Linked DNA regions of Mus musculus: region 2 is linked to region 1. The links are chromatin contacts, called in public Hi-C maps. All regions are on one chromosome and are shown on one strand. Each heading gives the region's core, a stretch centred on a gene start, on an enhancer-like site or on the middle of the called end of the contact. The rest is flanking DNA. Distances are from core to core; before and after follow the strand shown. Region 1 has its middle 14 kb from the start of Avpr1b. Region 2 overlaps Nucks1 (nuclear casein kinase and cyclin-dependent kinase substrate 1).

Evidence for each region. A called contact is a pair of places that touch in the nucleus more often than the background predicts.
Region 2: a Hi-C map of liver shows a contact between it and region 1, with 2.5 times the contacts expected there. The contact joins two enhancer-like sites. A contact is called at or near these places in 1 of 484 Hi-C or Micro-C datasets (liver), 1 of 115 datasets of contacts at active chromatin or transcription factors (trophoblast stem cells) and 1 of 9 other capture datasets (adipose tissue).

Annotation. Positions count from the first base shown.
Region 1 is chr1:131,612,051-131,615,051 of GRCm38.p6, reverse strand. No RefSeq gene overlaps it. Among named protein-coding and RNA genes, the nearest start is that of Avpr1b, 14 kb to the right of the region's middle. Within about 2 kb of position 1,426, at least 53 of the 459 cell types and tissues checked have an H3K27ac peak or open chromatin away from gene starts, as enhancers often do. A contact at or near this core is called in liver, where this site is marked.
Region 2 is chr1:131,916,575-131,919,512 of GRCm38.p6, reverse strand. It overlaps Nucks1 (nuclear casein kinase and cyclin-dependent kinase substrate 1), which reads right to left. Exons shown (of 7, transcript NM_175294.3): 2 at 459-508. Among named protein-coding and RNA genes, the nearest start is that of Nucks1, 7.6 kb to the right of the region's middle. Within about 2 kb of position 1,687, at least 20 of the 459 cell types and tissues checked have an H3K27ac peak or open chromatin away from gene starts, as enhancers often do. A contact at or near this core is called in liver, where this site is marked.

The sequences.
Region 1 (3,001 bases), core at 177-2,676:
ATAAAATGAAACAAGAATAATAAAGCTATATCTCTTCTTTGATGCACGTCACTCTGTTATAATCAGTCTGATAATCAGTGTAGCTAATTGACTGATGGACAGGTAGCACCTCTGCCAGGACTTTGCTGGACAATGTCCATGTCCGAGCCAGGAGGGAGTGGGATGGGACAAGATTTCATCACACCGTTGAGCTTGTGTACCTATTTTGGTTAATGTTCTCAGCTCCAGTTGGCTGTAACTGACACCAAGGAAAGCGAGGCTGTAGACCACAGAGAATGACTGTAAACTCCAGTCACCAGATGCCACCCCACCAGCAATCAAAAAGCTTTTGTTTGTGATGGTCCCATGAACTTAGAGGATCCGTTCCCTTGGGGAGCTATCATGCTGTTCCCCTTGGTCTCCTCCGCTGGGGGAAGCACTGGATAAAAATTTCCCCAACTTGTGTGATAATAAGATGTAGAAAAATGGATGTGCTTTAGCAGCCAGTTGATTGTGTGTCTGGAAAGACAAACGTCAGCAAACAAGGCCCACCTTATCTGGGGGGGGGGGGGTCGAACAAGGCTTGTTCTGAAGGAGCAAGCGTGCAAATGCTACCTCAGAGCTACAGCAGGATTCCACCACCATGCCACTAGTGAGCTGGACGCACCGGGTGAGAGGTGTGTTTAGTGGATCTGCTCCTTGGATCAATATAGATTTCAGGGTTCCGCGAGATCAGAGAGAGGCAGTAAACTGACCCTGCCTCATCTGGTTTTGGAGTCCCCGGACCCCTCCCTCCCTCCAACAGTCCTGCATGTGTCTCCGGTTTTTCCAGCACATTCCCCACGCGTAACCCTTCCACAGCAACAGAAGTCTCTTAGATGTTGTCTTTGTCAGATGCACCTTGTGACCTGTAGAAGGAAGTCAATGAGAAGCCAACACTCTTAAGGCTGTCTTTCCCAGTCCCCCAACCCAGCTGGGATTCATAGTTGCCTCAGGCTGTCCTGAGTAGGGGTGAGGTGCTGAGTAGGAGCTTTAACCTGATTTATTTACTTATTATTATTTATTTGCTTTTTTTAAATGGTATTTTGGGAGAGGGTTTCTCTGTGTAGCCCTGGCTGTAGACCAGGCTGGTCTCAAACTTGTCTGCCTCTGCATCCTCAGTGCTGGGATTAGGGGCTCATGTTACCATCGCCCGACTTCAACCCAACCTGATTCTTTTTTTTCTTTTTTTTCTTTTTTTCCTTCGCTCGCGCACGCGCGTGCACGCGCATGTATACTCACCTCTCATGCAATATATCCGGACCGCAGTTTCCCCTCCCTCTACTCCTCCCAGTTCCCCAAACACACACCTACGCTTTCATGCAGATCCACTGCCCTTCAGAAAAGAACAGGCCTCCCAGGAATATCAATGGAGCACAGTGTATCTAGTTAGTTACTGTAAGGCTAGGCACCTAGCCCAGCCCAGCCCAGCCCAGCTTGGGTGTGGGAGTGGGGAGGTGACATACACAACACTCAGGACCTGCTACTCTGGCTCCACACTGCCACCTTGTGGTTGCAGACCTGGTACCTTCATGACTTTTTTTTTTTTTTTTTGAGACAGCGTTTCTCTATGTAATCCAGGCTGTCCTGGAACTCGCTCTGTAGATCAGGCTGGCCCGGAATTCACAGAGATCTGCTTGCTTCTGCCTCCTGAGTTCTGGGATTAAAGGGTGAGCCACCACCGCCTGGCTACCTTCAGTACTTTGTCAGTGAGCTGCTTGCTTAGAAAAAAAAAAAATCATGTTTTAATTGTATATTGTGAAGCCCATTGTCAGTGCTCATAAGAAATAAATATGGCCAGAATGACCCTAGGTATTAAAGAGTCATATTGGTTCATTTCAACCAGGACTTTGAGGTTCTGGACCCAGAAGAGAACTGTGGCAGCCTGGGCTGTGTTAATAGTCACTTGGTAGACCAAAGACATATTTACATACAAAACACAAGATAGCCACCTGGAAAATCAATAGCTGGTTTTAATAACTTAAAAATCCATCCCAAGGAATCTCCACAATTACCTGCTCAGCTTCCCACATACCCGTATCCATTCTTCCCTCCCTGTACCTGGTGTTCTATTCCTGCCTGGGCTGCCTGTACCTGGTGTTCTAGTCGTGCCTGGGCTGCCGTTTCTGGTTTCATTTTAGAAGGCAGGCTCTCACTATGTGAGCTAGCACTTTCTCTTGTGACTTGCACAAGGAGAATGTACTTGTTTAGGGATCTGGGCCCCAGCTGTCCCTTCCACGAGAGACTGCACTGACTGACTGTTTTTCTGAAAGCAGGTTCTACCACTACACCCATTTGGGGTTTGTTTACTTTTGCAACACTAGGGTCAGGGGTTAAACCTAGGATTTGGTTTGCTTGATAAGGGATTGCTCTGCACTGAGCTATGCCTCCAGCTCTTTTCTTTTTTTTTCTTCTTTTTTTCTTTTTAGACAGGGTCTTGCTAAAACATCCAATCTGGTCTTGAATTTGCCTTGTAGCACGGGAGGCAGCTCTTGCATTTAGAAGCCTCCAGCCTTAGTCTGCTGGGGAGCTGAGTCTGTGGATGCAGGCTCAGACTTCCTGTGTAGATTTTAAGGTACTGGAGTAATGAACTTTACAATCCACAGGATATGCATGTGTGTGTGTCCACATATATCCATATCTCCCACACAGAGCAGCATGACTCAGTTTATCCTGGGGTTAGGGCTCAGAAATGGCTTTGGTTCCCTTCCCATCCCACAGATCCCACATGCTTGTACTCCATACAAGGCAGAAGAGAGGTGGTTAGATGCATGGGACTGCCTTGGCAACAGAAGACACAGGACAGAGAAAGGGGAGGTGACCACCTCCTGCCTTGCACCTTTAGCACTGACACCCCCCACCCCCCGCCCTGTTTCTGTTTGCTGTTCTCCAGTTCTCTAGTACTCCAGAGTTAGAAGTTCTGCTCAGTCCTAGGAATCCTAAGTAGGCTCCCTATGGCAGACTGGTCCTTAAAGAAGTGCCC
Region 2 (2,938 bases), core at 438-2,937, 300 kb before region 1:
CATCTTGCAAGCCTACTCAAGGGGTATACTATCTTAATAAAGTAAAATTAAGATTGCTGGTTCATCTTCCAGATGACCAGGGTTTAATTCCCAGTTTAGCTAGCAGTGGGTATTTTACACATAGAAACCTGCATCAGTTACTGGACATTTAACCTTTGGATCCTAAAACCAGATTTAAAAAAAAAAAAAATCAGGTGTTTATTTCAATGATTTACAAGAAAAAGCTACAGGCCAGGCATAGTGGAACCTGCAATCCAGCAATTCTGAGGTTTGAGTTCAAGGACTGCCTAGGTCACATAGCAGACCTTATCTCAAAGAGAAATGGTCAAGTCCATCACTTGTTTTCTTTGACACACTCCTGAGTAACTTAAACAACAGAGACTCCTAAAAGCATGCCATAAAGCACATAAGCCTGCCAGCACAGCACGCGCCTTGTAGAAACACAGAAACACACATACCTGCATCATCTGATTCCTGAAACTGAGAGTAATCCACAACCTTCCTATTTCTGCAAAAAGAGACAAATTCAGATTATTAAAAAGAAAAAAGTATGGCTTCTAAGACACCAGAATACACATTTTAGTTTTATAAACATAATAGTTCTTAGGCCAGGTGTAATAGTGTATGCCTTTAATTCAGTTCTTGGGAGAGAGGTGGGTAGACCCTGACTCAAAGAAAACCGTCTTAGAATTACTCACCCCAGTGACAACTTAAACACTGTTCTTCTTAAGCCTTATCTTCCCCCCCTCCCCAAAACAGAACAGGCCAGGCAAGTTCCCCATGCGCATTCATTATACATAGACTATTACAGTCACAGGCTAAAGTTTTAAGTATTATTTTACTATCCCATTCCCATATATTATGTAGACATGTCTGTCCTCTAACTCAGATTCTCTTTCCTCTGCCTCCCCAGTGCTAGATTAAAGGTATGAGCTACAATGCATGGCTGTTATTTTACTCTTACTGTTATATATACAAACACTTACGTGTGAAAAAACAAGATTACATACAGCTAGGCAAAAAACCAGCTTTCTAAGGTATAATATAGTTATGTTATAATGCAATCAAATATGATAACATGAAGCCTTAGAAGAAAAAATTTTTTATTGGTGTAGTCAAAGCATGCTTTAAAACAAAAGAAATATTTTATACATATGTGTATGTTATCTATGTACATGTGTGCACATCATGTGTTTTGGTACCCATGGAGTGAAGAAGGTCTCAGATCTGGAACTACAAGTGGTTATAAGGTTGCCAAATATTGTTTGCTTCTTGTTTTGAGACAGGATCTCACATGTAGCAAAAACTGACTTAAACTCAGGATCTCCTGCTGTAATTACAGATGTGTACCACCACACCCAACCAATGGAATTTTGCCTTCAGTTTTGTTCTATGAAAATGATGAAATCTGGAGATGATTTTGAAGTGTGGAGGAGAGTGCGCACAGGTCACATACAGCATTTCGCATAAGGAACCTGAAAGAAATCTGTTTAGACTCTTGTTGTATTAGGGCTAAAAAAAGTACCTTTTTAATGAACTTGGTCTTGTGAAACTGGAAACTGAGAAAATCTACTATGATCAAAATTTAACATTTAAGAGGATTACTTAAGTACAAGGGCATGAGACGTTCTGTTCTATCTATTCCTAGCCAAAACAAACAAAAGTCTAATCAAAATCTTACTAGGGAGCCAGAAATGGTGACACACACCTGTCATCCCAGCCCCCAAGAAGGTCAGGAGTCTGAGGTGGAATACGCTGGGCTATAGAAAGCCCTAATCTCAAACTCCTACCATTTAAATGCCAAGTAAAACGAACTCTCCAGTTGAACGATAACTACCAGAAACGTGAGCAAATACAGAATCTCAACACAGCACAGACGACAAACTATAACGAACCACGGCTCTGCCACAAACTCGTTCCCTGCCCTCCAGTAAGGGGTTTCCCTCACAGACCGTGGTTTTTCAACTGTAAAATCAGGAAGACAAACTACTCAATTGTGGGGCTAGAGACAAAGCACGGTGGTCGATGTGGCTCTTGGCAGTTCCATTTCCAGCAGGTGGTCATCAACTCTTGTAAATCTAGCTCTAGAGACTCTGACCCACTCCTCTGGACTCCACATGCACATACTTACACATAATCAGCTATACATATCTATGTATTTAGTTGAGACAGGGTCTCACTATATAGTCTTGGCCAGCTTGAACTCAGAGACCTGCTTGCCTCTGGATTTAAAACATGTGCTACCACACCCAGCAAAAATAAATCTTAAAACAAAATGACTCAAGATTGTCCCGAGAAGGAGTGATAGATAAATAATGACTAATAAAAGACAGTTGTTACTACTTCTATCTCCTTCCTTTTATGTTAATTTATTTCCAGCTTCATGGCATTTTCAAGGTTCCTTTTAGGTTGAGAAGTCTAGTCATTTTATTTATTAATCAGAGTTCAGAAGAGGGAAACAAGATTTCCTGAAACTGGAGTTATGGAGTTATGTGAGCCACTACCATGTAGGTACTGGGAAATGAACCTCAGTCATTGAAGTGCTCTTAACCACTGAAGGACTCCTTTAGTCCCAAACAGTATTTCAGAGCCATCAATTGGATTACAACAATTTTCATCATTTAAGTCAATGGGAGTTCCATCCTAACAAGTCTAAAAACTTTGTACCAGAAAGAAAATCTCCAACATAAGGAAACATGAATGTCTCAGTTTCTGGGTGGAGGAAACATCAGGATTATGTTGTTGTAAGTGTGTGAAGTCAGCCACAGCTGTCTTAAAAAACAAACAAACAAAACCAAATTATTACTAGATTTTAATAGTGATAGGGAGGCATGTGGTGATTTTCAGCAGATTCACTGAATTCTATATAATCTTATTCAACCTTGGAATCTTGTCAACATAATCCCAAAAGAGAATTAAGAACCATTTATGATCTCCA